5 separate regions of the Sus scrofa genome follow, and regions 2, 3, 4 and 5 are each linked to region 1. The links are chromatin contacts, called in public Hi-C and HiChIP or PLAC-seq maps. All regions are on one chromosome and are shown on one strand. The core of a region is the stretch at or near the end of the contact, and the rest is flanking DNA. Distances in the headings are between cores, read along the strand shown. Region 1 has its middle 66 kb from the start of TMCC1. Region 2 overlaps TMCC1 (transmembrane and coiled-coil domain family 1). Region 3 overlaps TMCC1 (transmembrane and coiled-coil domain family 1). Region 4 overlaps TMCC1 (transmembrane and coiled-coil domain family 1). Region 5 overlaps MRPS25 (28S ribosomal protein S25, mitochondrial).

Evidence for each region. Hi-C and Micro-C count contacts between places; a contact is called where the count stands out from the background. HiChIP or PLAC-seq counts read pairs in DNA pulled down with a chosen protein or histone mark.
Region 2: a contact with region 1 is called in an H3K27ac HiChIP or PLAC-seq map of alveolar macrophages. The contact joins two enhancer-like sites. A contact is called at or near these places in 2 of 2 datasets of contacts at active chromatin or transcription factors (alveolar macrophages and skeletal muscle).
Region 3: an H3K27ac HiChIP or PLAC-seq map of skeletal muscle shows a contact between it and region 1, with 3 times the contacts expected there. The contact joins two enhancer-like sites. A contact is called at or near these places in 2 of 2 datasets of contacts at active chromatin or transcription factors (alveolar macrophages and skeletal muscle).
Region 4: an H3K27ac HiChIP or PLAC-seq map of skeletal muscle shows a contact between it and region 1. The contact joins two enhancer-like sites. A contact is called at or near these places in 1 of 5 promoter capture datasets (liver) and 2 of 2 datasets of contacts at active chromatin or transcription factors (alveolar macrophages and skeletal muscle).
Region 5: a contact with region 1 is called in a Hi-C map of alveolar macrophages, with 10 times the contacts expected there. The contact joins two enhancer-like sites. A contact is called at or near these places in 21 of 47 Hi-C or Micro-C datasets (alveolar macrophages, blood, differentiating spermatogonia and 13 more) and 1 of 2 datasets of contacts at active chromatin or transcription factors (alveolar macrophages).

The regions. Positions count from the first base shown.
Region 1 is chr13:69,289,031-69,291,538 of Sscrofa11.1, reverse strand. No RefSeq gene overlaps it. Among named protein-coding and RNA genes, the nearest start is that of TMCC1, 66 kb to the right of the region's middle. Within about 2 kb of position 1,253, at least 53 of the 83 cell types and tissues checked have an H3K27ac peak or open chromatin away from gene starts, as enhancers often do. A contact at or near this core is called in alveolar macrophages and skeletal muscle, where this site is marked.
Region 2 is chr13:69,051,413-69,053,920 of Sscrofa11.1, reverse strand. The region is part of intron 2 of TMCC1 (transmembrane and coiled-coil domain family 1); the gene reads left to right. Among named protein-coding and RNA genes, the nearest start is that of PLXND1, 56 kb to the right of the region's middle. Within about 2 kb of position 1,255, at least 5 of the 83 cell types and tissues checked have an H3K27ac peak or open chromatin away from gene starts, as enhancers often do. A contact at or near this core is called in alveolar macrophages, where this site is marked.
Region 3 is chr13:69,083,813-69,086,320 of Sscrofa11.1, reverse strand. All of the region lies in intron 1 of TMCC1 (transmembrane and coiled-coil domain family 1), which reads left to right. Among named protein-coding and RNA genes, the nearest start is that of PLXND1, 88 kb to the right of the region's middle. Within about 2 kb of position 1,255, at least 6 of the 83 cell types and tissues checked have an H3K27ac peak or open chromatin away from gene starts, as enhancers often do. A contact at or near this core is called in skeletal muscle, where this site is marked.
Region 4 is chr13:69,126,151-69,128,658 of Sscrofa11.1, reverse strand. All of the region lies in intron 1 of TMCC1 (transmembrane and coiled-coil domain family 1), which reads left to right. Among named protein-coding and RNA genes, the nearest start is that of TMCC1, 96 kb to the left of the region's middle. Within about 2 kb of position 1,253, at least 4 of the 83 cell types and tissues checked have an H3K27ac peak or open chromatin away from gene starts, as enhancers often do. A contact at or near this core is called in skeletal muscle, where this site is marked.
Region 5 is chr13:69,445,452-69,447,959 of Sscrofa11.1, reverse strand. MRPS25 (28S ribosomal protein S25, mitochondrial) reads right to left here. Exons shown (of 4, transcript XM_003358532.5): 2 at 2,039-2,145. Among named protein-coding and RNA genes, the nearest start is that of MRPS25, 5.6 kb to the right of the region's middle. Within about 2 kb of position 1,254, at least 5 of the 83 cell types and tissues checked have an H3K27ac peak or open chromatin away from gene starts, as enhancers often do. A contact at or near this core is called in alveolar macrophages, where this site is marked.

The DNA of each region.
Region 1 (2,508 bases), core at 4-2,503:
CTCATTGTTTTGGGTTGTCATTCATTTATATGAGTTCTTTATATATTCTGGATTGTCAGATATATTGTATTCCAAATCCACCCCTCAATCTTTTCATTTTTTCATGATGTCTTTCAAAGAACAAAAGTTTTAGATTTTAATTAAGTTCATTTTACAAATCATTTCTTTTACGGTTCATGATTATGGTGTCCTAAGAAATCTTTGCCTATCTCAAAATCACAAAGATTTTTTTTTCCTCTGTGTTTTCTTCTAGAAATTTACTTGGTAGTTTTAGTTTTTACGTTTATCATCCGTTTTTAGTTATTTTCCTCAAGGGTCTCCTTCAGAGCTCCTGAGATCTATAAATGCATCCCCACCAACCTCAAATCTAAGAGTCAACCTTGCCTCCTCCTTGGCCACAATCTTCAATCTATCAACTCCTGTCCATTTTACTCCCTAAACAGTGCTCTTCTTACCATCACCAGTGCCTCGACTGTTCAGGCAGCCTCCTAATTGGTCCCCTGCCCCGTCACACTCCGCTCCACATTGAATGCTCTTTCAGCGCCCCATTCCAGCCACGCCAAGCTCTCACTCCTTGGAGGTAGTTAAGTTCTTCCAAGTCGGCCTTCAGATTCCACAAAATCAATCTCCTACCACCCCCTCCATCCCTCCTCCACCCCGCCCCAAAACAGGCTCTCTGGGAGCCACGCACTTCTCAGAAGAGATGACACTGTTTGCAAATTTAAATTTTGTGTGATTCCCCCATAACAGTGTCTTTAACCCGTTCTAACTTCATGACTTCGTTTCCATGTTGTACTTCCAGTAACTCATACAGGGCCTAGGACATGAAAGGAGCCTCAATACATACGTGACGAACGAATAAATCAATTAGGAAATTGGAATAATAAAGGGATAGGCTGATGACTGCTTCAGTTCCCTTCAGCAGTAATACCAGATGTGAAATAGTGACAGCCCCAGTCCTTTTCCCAGCAGCAGCCGAAAACTTGCTGGATTTGAGCATGAAAGAAGGCCTTACGATTGAAGACAGGGAGAACAGGTGAAAAACCCGGAGCGGCCGCCAGAAATCCGCTGAGCTGCCGTGGGCCTTCGCTCTCCAGAGGAACTGCGTTTCGGGAGCTTTCGCCTGGAACAGCCCACGCGGAACAGCCCCCGGCCACCTGCGCTGGATCGACTCAGAGCATAGCTACCGCGTGGGTGGGCGGGCGGGTGGGGCGGGGGTACGCCTTCCGGAGCTGTGCCCGCCTCCTGCGGCGTGCGCGCGCCCGCCGCCACCGCCTTGCGCGTGCGCCGCCAGCCGGGGGCGGAGGTTGTGGGTGGTGGAGGCGGGCGCGCGCTCTCGCCCCCTCGCGCTGGTTCGCGTTCCCGCGCCGGGACCGTGGCGGCGGTGGCGGCTGCGGCGGCTCAGGCGGCGCGGGGGGAGGGCCGGGAGGGGGGTGGTTGGGGGGGGATGGACCGGGCGCGGCGGCCGCAGCGGCAGGAGCCGGTGCTTGAGCACGAGCGACGGTGCTGGCGGAGACGCCGGCTGCTCCTCCCCTCCCCGCCGGTGAGTGAGTGCCCCCGCCCCGGACACGCTGGCGGCGGCCCCTCATTGCCCCTCCGCCCGGGGCGGGGAGAGTCGTGAGGGGAGCGTGGCGGGGTGGCGCCGCCGACGCGGGCCGGGCCTCCAGCTCGCGGCCTGGCGCGGCTCGGACCATCGGTCGCCCCCGTTCGGGCTGAAGCCCCGGGCCTAGCTAGACTCGACCCCCAGCATCCCCCCGGGCCTCTTTCTCCCCTGGTCTGTTTCGCTGTCATCTTGACCCTGGGTTTCTCTCCCCACCCCCTCGCCTCGCCCCCTTCCCAGCACCCCCTCCAGGGCCGCGGGGAGGGAAGGGCGTGTGGGGGAGTTGGGCCCAGGCCCGAGGGGCTGTTCGGTAGCCGACTCTGGGGGGCCTGGGGTCCTACGAGCCCTCGCTCGCCCTAGCGGCCCCAGAAGTTGGCCACAAGGGCTCAGCCATTGCCACCTGAAACCAGTTTTGCACCTTTTGTTTTGATTTTGAACTTGTTCGAGGGGAGAAGGGAGCCCGCTGTACTGGGAACAGGGAGATTAGGAGGTGCGCGGTGGGATGTGAGTCTAAGCTAGCCAGACTTGGCCCCAGGTGCCTTTCTTTAATCCTTTTAGGAAGGGAAAAGGGGCTCATTGAGTTGCATCTTCCCTAAAGGGCCGGAGATCCGTTTACAGCTCGCAGACTCCAGGTTTTTTATTTTTAGCACGGATGTGTAGTCCTTGTCCAGGGGTTGGTTGGTCCATCCCTGACATTGATGGTGAACATCCCCCAGGTGAATTTGCAGCAGAGTTTCTTCAAGCAGCCCCTTGAGCTGTTGGCTAATTCCGACCCCCCACTTCTTTGGTGACACCTTACACATTAAGTCTTGGTAGATCTTAGCCAGTGCTTTTGCACACTGCCTTTCCATCCTGACTTGTCGTAGAGGAAAGGAAGATGAACACACACGCACTAATCCAAAATGGTT
Region 2 (2,508 bases), core at 6-2,505, 240 kb after region 1:
TTTTTTTTGTTGGCCACACCCATGCAGCAGTTCTTGGGTCAGGGACCAAACCCAGGCCACAGCAGTGACCTGAGCCACAACAGTGACAGTGCTGGATCCTTAACCTGCTGAGCCACCAGGGAACTCCCTGACCTACTTTTTTTAAAAAGATCTTATAATGTTCAGGATGTCTGTTTACTGATAGTTAAACTCAAATCATATTAGCTGTCTACATTCCCTTTGAGTTATAATGATTCAGGAAAGATTTTTAAGTAAAAAGTTTCTAAATGAGTTATTAATCTCATGCTTCTTTGTATACTAGATGGAATCACATGAAAAGCATGTGCCAGTCAAAATCATTTACTTATAGGAACAAGAACCACTCCCCACTTCATGTCCAGAGAGTTTTTTATTAGTGTCATAAAAAGGGGTTAAAATCACTTACAAGGAGCTCTTTTTTTTTTTTTTTTTTTTGGGCATATAAAAGTTCCCAGGCTAGGGTAGAATCGGAGCTACAACTGCCAGCCTACACCACAGCCACGGCAGCATAGGATCTGAGCCCCATCTGCAACCTACACAACAGCTCTCGGCAACGCCAGATCCCTGACCTACTGAGCAAGGCTAGGGATCCAACCCACATCCTCCTGGATACAAGTCAGGTTTGTTTCTGCTGCGCCACAAGGGGAACTCCAAGGAGTTCTTAGTTTTAACAAAAGTCACATGTGAAAGGCTGTACACAATTTACTTTACCTTTCTTCCCTCCTAGTTTGGTGTTAATATTTAATGAGAAACTAGAAGTGCTCTTTCTATGAATTCTGGGTGCCTGGCTTCTCCATTTTAGGAGTCAGCTTGGAAGTAAACAGTAGCAAGTAAAGTAAGCACAAGAGTTTATAATGTTAATAACAGAGGTGTGGAAAGTGTTTCTCTTCCTTTCATTGTTCACATTTTGAGTTTGTCTAATAGTATGGGGGGAATGGTTTTATAAAAAGACAATAATAAAACAAATATAAAAATCAAGAAGGCTGAATCAAGCAGTTCAGATCCTCCCTACACCTTACCAGCAGGGGAAAATTACAGCATTTTTCTCAGTTTCCCATTTCTTTTCCCTTTTTCGGGGGGGGCACCCCCGACATAATGGAGTTCCCAGTCAGGGTTCAGATCAAAGCTGTAGCCTCGAACTAAGCTGCTGCAGTGCCGGATCCCTAACCCATTGTGTTGGGCTGGAGATCAAACCCGCGTGGCAAGACACTGCCAACCTGTTGCACCATAGCGAGAACTCCTCCCATTTCTTAGTTATAAATGGAAGTACCTCCCAGGGAGGGAGGAGGTGAGGATTAACGTAGAAATGTCTTCATGAGATTGCTACAGATGCTACCCGTAAAAAGACATAGTGGGCAGGTAGCTATTGTTATTTGTGGTGCTAGTATTCTGATGTTCTGATGATTACAATGACTAAGTAGATTACATCAAACCCTAAATTCCCCACACTTACATTCTTCCACTCAGAGTAACACCATTTCATTTTTACTGGGCTCTTTGCGTTAGCCTGTTGGCATACTATTATTGCACATGTGGATTATGTAAGCTACACAGAGGCTGATGGCACTGATAAAATGTTTGACCAGGTATTCCTAAACACAGTCAGGTTTGTGCTTTCAATTTGCAGGTTGTGAGACTGTGAAAAGAGCTTTCATGACCTAGGTGAACAAATTAGGACAAGTGTTTTAATAATGGTGAGCCAGTACCATTCTTTCAGGGCACTGAGGCAACCCAGAGGACCTCCACTGCAGGACACCAGGGGCGTCTTGCCAACCTCTTTGTTCATCATATTTTGCAAAAGCCTCAAAGTTTATGGCTTTCTCAGTTTCCTCCCTGATGTTTCCTGTAGATTGGAAGTGCTTACTATGGTAACGCAAACACAACTATTAGTGTGAGCGTAATAGAATTTCAACTACAAAATAACAGCTGCAACTTTTCTGTTCTTTCAGAAAGTCATCATTCTCCAGGTAATTCTTCTGACTTGAAGAGGGAAACAAATGCTATTGGTTATTAGTAGATGAATTAATGGGGCTGTTTCAACTGGACCCTTTGTGAGTTTTGCTTCAGCCCTGAGTTCTACAGCTTTGTATCACCTTGGCAAGTCTCCTTACCTGTTTGTGTTTCATCTGTGGGGAAATGCAGCTCATTCTACTTACCCAAAAGCTACTTTGCTGTCTGACTACTTACTAATAAAGTGCTGTCTCTGGGAACAATAGTTGTATTTTCCCATTTAGGAAGACTCAGATCTTGAGATCTTGCTGTTAATTTCCATGTAACTGTGAGTAAATTCTTCAACTTCTAAAAGACTTCATTTTTATGCAAGGGCATGGTAATCCATGGTAAGGATTGCACTTTATACTCAGCACTTTCTGGAAATTTGCAAATATCAGATAAGATTTTCTTAAGAGACTTTCCCTCATACACATACAAAACAAGGAAGGTAGATAGGAGAGTTTTATCAATTTAAAGGACTGCTTGGAACAGTCCAGT
Region 3 (2,508 bases), core at 6-2,505, 210 kb after region 1:
TCTTGTTTCTTTTGTTTTTCTAAGCATAAAGGTTTACTTTTCCTCATCACAGCAAGTATTGCTGGATGGTATGGTGACTGTTTTATAACATACCTCAGATCTTGTCTTTGGGCCCCTCTTCTCACCAGTAGAGAAAGCCAAGTTTCCTAGCTGCTTAGAATGGGCACAGAAGAGATCCATTGACACCTGGCTTTTTGCTGACTCACTGCTTATATAAGCCTTATAAATACATCTATCCATATACTCTATTAGGTTCCTAGGCAAGTGGCCCCCTCCTTCTTTACGGGCCTTTTCCTCTCTCAGCATCCTTCTGCTTCTTCCTTAATCCTTTTCTGTAACATAGTCTCAACCTTTCGCCAAGTGAATTCTAAGAAGCAGTGAATATACAAATCTTTTTTTCTTTCTTCTTTTTTTGAACTGTTTGGTTAGCTGTGTATATTTTTTCTTGACTATAAGATTCCAAATTCTGTATTTTCTTGGCACATGAAACCTACAGCGATAATGCTTCTCTTCCTTTGTGGCCCGGTTAAAGTAACGACTTCCTTTTCTATCATTGAGAGTGCAGTTTAAATGCCCCTGTATAGAATTATGTTATGACACTCCTCCAATCTAGAGTAGGTTTCCCTGCTTTAACATTATTCTTTTTCTCACAGAACTTTGTTCTTTTTCTTTGTAGCACTTTTCACAATCTTTGTTTCTTGATTACTGGTTTTTCTGTCTTTACCACTTTTCCTCACTGAGCTAAGCATCATTGAAGGCAGAGACTTTATTTTATTTGTTAATATGTGCCCAAGTACCTTGCAGAGTGCTGGCTGAGAGTTGAAAAAAGGATGGTAGGCAATATTACATGTGCAAAGACCCTGTAGTGATTTTGACTGAAAAAAATGCACAATGAGAGAATTGTGAATTTAATTTTATTTGGGGCAAAATGAAGACTGTAGCCTGGGAGACAGCCTCTCAGATGGCTGTGAGGACTCCTCTGAAGAGATGGGCAGGGAGGTCAGTATATATATGTGATTTTAGTGAAGGCAAGCACATACGTTAGCAGAAGGTTGCTTCTAGTCATAATAAGGCTGCTCCTAGTCACCAGGAGCAGATGTCTCTGTTAATGATTTTAGTGCTTTTCTAGATATGAGAAGAAACAAGAAATTGGGCTCATAAAATCTTCCCCTGAAAAACATCTAACCATCTGAGGGCCTGTTCTGCCAGTTTTTCCCAGAGCACAGAGTGCCTCATTCTTGACCTCTACCCTGAACTCCTTTGAGGTTGTGTTGAAGGTCAGCGATTACAGTGGCTAGTGACTTCATCCTTGTAGAGGCAGGTGGCAAATGACAATTTTTCATCCACAGTGAGAAGGAACAGGATGAAAAGCAGGGTCTAAAAAAGGCTCTTGTGAGGTTCCCGCTGTGGCACAGTGTAAGAATCCGACTCCAGCAGCTCAGGTCACTGCAGAGGTACAGGTTTGATCCCCAGCCTGGTGCAGTGGGTTCAGGGATCCTGCATTGTCACAGCTGTGGCTCAGATTCACTCCCTGGCCCAGGAACTTCCTCAGGTCCAGCCATTTAAAAAAAAAAAAAAAAAATTGCTATTGTGGCTATAGTGGGAGAAGCATGCTAAAGCTAGAGAGAGATCCAGAGCCTAGTCACATAAAACTTTATAGACCATGTTCAGATTCTTGTTCTTAAAATAAAATTCTAGGAGTGTGGAAACTACTAAAATAATTTAAGCATTGGTTAATTTAGGATTAAAAAAAAGAAAATTCCAGTTAAACTGAGAGCTTAAATGAATGTAGATCAGTCAGAGTAGAGGGATCCAGAAAAGATGACTGCAGTTTGTCCTAAGACTTTGACAGTAGAAATAAGTAGAGATAGGTGGAGAGTATTGTAATTTGATGGACATTTGGAAAGTAAAATAAGGAGTTCCCATTGTGGCTCAGCAGTAACAGACCCGACTAGCATCTATGAGGACACAGGTTTGATCCATGGCCTCCCACTTAGTGGATTAAGGATCTGGCTTTGCCATGAGCTGTGGTATAGGTTGCAAACGTGGCTCAGATCCTGTGTTGCTGTGGCTGTGTTGTGGCCTAGCAGCTGCAGCTTCAATTTGACCTATAGCCTGGGAACTTCCATATGCCGAAGGTGCGGCCCTAAAAAAAAAAAGAAAAAAAGAAAGAAAAATAAATAAAACTTGGTATTGGGTTGGATATAGGTAGAAGGCAGATGATGTCAAAAATGATTGCTGGGCTTTGGCATGGTTTGGTTGGGCTTGTGTAACCTGATGGATAGTGATGCTTTTCCTGAGGTGATAATAGAGGATTGTAAGAGAACCAGGGTTAGAGGAAGATTGTGGTGTTTGGTTTTGGTCATGATGATTTTGATATAGTCAAGTAGCTTTTTGGATCTCTAAATCTAGATTCCAAAGGAGATTATCCTACTTTTATCCTACTTTTACCATTGGGAAGCCTTTAGTGACAATCCTTGGAATAAAGTCCAAAACGGTAGTGTAGAC
Region 4 (2,508 bases), core at 4-2,503, 160 kb after region 1:
CAGCAACTCAGGATCTGAGCCGTGTCTGCGACCTATTCCACAGCTCACGGCAATGCTGGATCGTTACCCACTGAGCAAGGGCAGGGATCAAACCTGCAACATCATGGTTCCTAGTTGGATTCGTTAACCACTGCGTCACGACGGGAACTCCGCATCTTTGGTTTTATAATAAGCCCTTGACTTTTGTTATATTTGGATATAATACGCACCTACAAATAATGTTTTCCTATCTTTTGTATTAATCATTGTAAAAGATTTCAGTTATTAGTACATTTTTCTTATATAAAAATCCACATGCAAAATTCTCCGATTAAATATGCTGATAACTTCTTGAGCATTTTTTTTTAAACAGCTAACAAAAAAGTATAACATATTTCCATTTTTGCTTTGGTTGCCAGAAAATTCAAAAGTATTCTTTAAAAAGTTTTTTTTTTATTAAAGTATAGTTGATTTACAGTATTGTGTCAGTTTCTGCTGTACAGCAAAGTGACCCAGTCATTCATATATATACAGAAATTCTAAAGTACTCAATTGCAGTGACTAGCCTTAGTTTGTGTTTCTAATTCAGTTACCTGTTTCATGTATCCCAATATATCTTTTGTTCTTTAATTATAACTTTCATTGTTTATTAAAAATGTATAAATTTTATAAAACATATCAAGTTCTTTTTTTGGAAATAAGGTAGATTATGAATTAGTAACTGGTATTACAGCAGAATTATGTAATAACATATAGAAATCCTTTCCAGGCCTCAGTTTCCTAGTTATTATAGCACCTGATCAGAAATGTTTCTTTTGAAACAGTAGTATAATATTATAACTGAGGAGCCAAATGTGGAAGTTAAAAACACTTTCTTTAGAGAAACAAATACAGTTCTGGATTTTTGTTTGATTGTTTTCTTACCCTAAGACATATGATTATGACCAGTGTTTTTTAGCTGTGGCTTTGTTAGACTCTTGGTGATAGTGAAACTGTTGTGAGTAGTCCATATGTCCTATATGTATTTTATTAAAACTATAATCTCTATCATCTGTAGGTTTGTATACTTTTTAACCTTTCAGTATGACTAGATATTAGATGATGTTATTGAATTAGCAAATTTGGTAGGCATTACAGTGATATTTTATTTAGGAGAATGGCCTTAAATTTTGGAGATATATGCTGAAGTATTTTGGTATAGAGTATCATATGTAATTTACTCTAAGTGACTTAGCTGTGTGTCTGTGTGTGTGCGCACGTGTGCACGCGCACGTGTGGGTTTAAAGTAAAAGGTTAGTAGTTGTTGAGTCCAGGTGTTGGATATATGGGTTCCTTGTAACATTCTTTCTACGTTTTCTCTATATTTGAAAATTTTTATAATTAAAAGTAAAAAGCAGAAAGTGTGCTAAGACTTGAAAATAGTCAGTACTTGGTCCAACCTTAACTTTTTAAAGGAGGAGACATTTCATCAGAATGATTCAACTTCATAGACTTGTTTTTGCCTAAGATTACACTGGTAGCATAAGCAGATAAGTAACCTAAGTATTAGACAGCTGTGTGCTAAAATTACTGCTGTCATCTTTTCTATCTTAAATGACTCTCCACATTCTGGCAGGCTACCTAGGGGAAATAGCTATGTTCTGCCAGTCTATATAGATGCAGAGGAGTCAGTAGAATTGATAGTTTGAGATTCATGCTGGTACAAAATGAACGCAATGATCCTGGAGTATGTTACCTCCCACTTTCTTGTAAGAGATTTGTAGCCTTGATCCAGATGACCTGGAAGACTTCTGGGTTATTAACAAGGTTGGAAAGAGAGATTCCCTACTCTTCTCCGTACCAAGTCATATGAAAACCAGCAGAAGACGGTGTATAATGAGTTAAATCCCCATTTCTGCTTTCACCATAGTATGCCGCTTGAGGTCTACAGACAAGAGCAAGTCTTTTGGTCCTACTCAATATATCCCACCCAGAATTTCTTTTCTTTCTTTTAGGGCTGCACCTACAGTAAATGGAGGTTCCCAGGCTAGGGGTCCAATCAGAGCTGTAGCCACTGGCCTACACCAGATCCATAGTAACATGAGATCTGAGCTGCGTCTGTGACCTACACCACAGCTCACGGCAACGCCGGATCCTTAACCCACTGATTGAGGCCAGGGATTGAACCCACGTCTTCATGGATGCTAGTCAGGTTCGTTAACCTCTGAGCCATAACAGGAACTCCACCACCCATAATTTTTAAGAGCATTAGTTCCCACCTCTGAGTAGAATCATTGCCAGGCTATATGTGCCAAATAACCTGCTGTACTATATTGCGGCGGGTGATGTAGGGGAAAGGAGAGGGCTCATAGACAGCTACAGCTCTCCTTAGAATCTTGACTCATGAGATCCTTTCCTAGGATATACCAGAAATGAGGCTGCTCGTCAGCTTTCTCACACATGCTAACATTCACTCACTCCCTCATGTGCTTACTTTTAAAATGTACTTGAACCTTCCTAACTACTGGTTCTCTTAACCTTCTTAAATAC
Region 5 (2,508 bases), core at 5-2,504, 160 kb before region 1:
GGCACAGCTCGGATTCTGTGTTGCTGTGGCTGTGGTGTAAATCAGCAGGTGCAGCTCCGATTCGACCCCTAACCTGGGAACCTCCATATGCTGCTGGTACTGCCCTAAAAAATAAACTGTTGATACACATACTGTGGTGAATCTCAAAAACACAAGTGAAAATATAGAAGAACACATATTGTGAGATTCTATTTATAGTATGGTCTGAAACAAATAAAACAAAATCAATCTATGGTAAAAGAACCGCTAACAGTGGGTGCCTCTGGTGGGCAAGGGATTAACTGGAAAGCAGTGATGGGGACTTTATAGAGAGAAATTTTGTTGTTGTCCTCACTGGAAAATAGTGACAGGCACCTAACAACTGTCAGAACCCATTGCTCCATGCACAAGAGACCCGCTCATTTTATTGTGGGTAAATCACACCTCAATAAAGTGCGTTTTTAAAAACACCAACTCAGGAGTTGCCTGGTGGTGCAGGGGACTGAGGATTCAGCATTGTCACTGCTACGGCTCACACCACTGCTGTGACATAAATTCACTCCCTGGCTCAGGAACTTCAATATGCTGCAGGCACAACCCGAACCCACCCCTACCCCACAAAAATCCACTAACACAAAATACAGGAGTTTCCGTTGTGGCGAAGCAGAAACAAATCCGATTAGGAACCATGAGTTTGCGGGTTCGATTCCTGGCCTCACTCAGTGGGTTAAGGATCCGGCATTGTCGTGAGCTGTGGTGCAAGTTGCAGACACAGGTCAGATCTGCCGTGGCTGTGGCTGTCCCAAAGGCTGGCAGCAACAGCTCCGATTAGACCTCCAGCCTGGGAACCTCCATATGCCGCAGATGCGGCCCTGAAAAGGCAAAAAAAAAGACAAATCGACAACAAAAAACCCAAAATACAATCACAAAGTTGTCAAACCATCACCATTCCCCTCACCTCCACCTTGCTCCCTTTCTCTTTTTCCCACAGCACTCATCTTCTAACAAAACATGTTACTGAGTCTTATTCTTTCTGTCACCAGCAGGAACATCGACTCTACAAAGCGAGAGACATTTGTCAGTAGAGGTCCCTGATATCCCCAGCACATAGGGCAGCACCTGGGTCCTTATAGGCACTTGGTATGTATTTACTGAATGAATGGAAGAATATCCTGTTTCCACTTCAGTCGATTCTTACAACTGTGTAAGGGAGATGTTTTGCCTTCCCCTGAGAAATAGGGAAGTGGGTTACTCGCTCAGGATCAGAATGACTGAGTAGAGAGCTGGGCCAGAATATCAGGTCTTCTGACCTCTGGGCCCCAAGCCCAGCTTAACTGAATAAGCCTTTGCCTTAGTGACTCGTGGCAACAGCGTGTCCAGTCCAGAGGACACATGCAAACACAGGTGCGCTGGGAGACAGGGGAGGCCCATCGAAGGTGCAGGGAAGGCTTCCTGGGGGAAATGGTGCTCAGGCTGAGTCTCAAGGGACTATTATTATTTTTCTTTTTAGGGCTACACCCTAGGCATATGGAAGTTACCAGGCCAGGGGCTGAATCAGAGCTACAGCTGCTGGCCTACACCACAGCCACAGCAACACAGGATCCAAGCTGTGTCTGCAACCTACACCACAGTTTATGGCAACACCAGATCCTTAAACCACTGAGCAAGGTCAGGGATCAAACCTGTATCCTCAGGGATACTAGTCCAGTTTGTTACCACTGAGCCACAATGGGATTATCAAAGGATTATTTTGATAATTATCAAATTATCAAAGGATTATTTTTTCTTAATTAAGCAAAGAAAAGTAGAAAGGAGATTTCTGACAGAGGGAGCAGTGTGAGCGAAGGCACAAAAGCAGTGTGGCCAGGGAATCTGGAGCAACCAGGGCGAAGGATATGAGGCATGCGGAGATGAGCCCAAGGTGTAGGGGAGACACCAGATCTCAGCAGCCACTGTGTGCTGGGTCCAGAAGCCAAGGGGAGGGGAGAAGTGCATTACAAGCGCCCACCTCAGGCCACGCCAATGTCGGGCCACAGCACAGGGCCCAGGTTCTGCTCACCTAAGTAGAACCTCAGGAAGGGCGATGGCGTCATGTTCTTAAACATCGTGATCTGCACCCAGGGGTTCTTGTACTGGATCTGAGGTATGTTGAAAAATACGAATTTCCTGCAAAATGGATGAAATTAAACCTGAGTTTTTAACCTAATACTGTATGCACCGGTGTATTTTTCAATTTTTCTTTTTCTGCTTTTTAGGGCCAAACCCTTGGAATATAGAAGTTCCCAGGCTAGGTTTGAATCAGAGCCGCAGCTGCCTGCCTACGCCACAGCCACAGCAACATAGGGTCCTTAACCCAATGATGAAGGCCAGGGATTGAACTCGCATCCTCATGGATACTAGCAGGGGCTTGTTACCACTGAGCCACAACAAGAACTTCCTGGTGTGGTTTTTTGTTTGTTTGTTTGTTTTTTGTCTTTTTAGGGCCACACCAGCAGCTTATGGAGGTTCCAGGCTATACCACAGCCACAG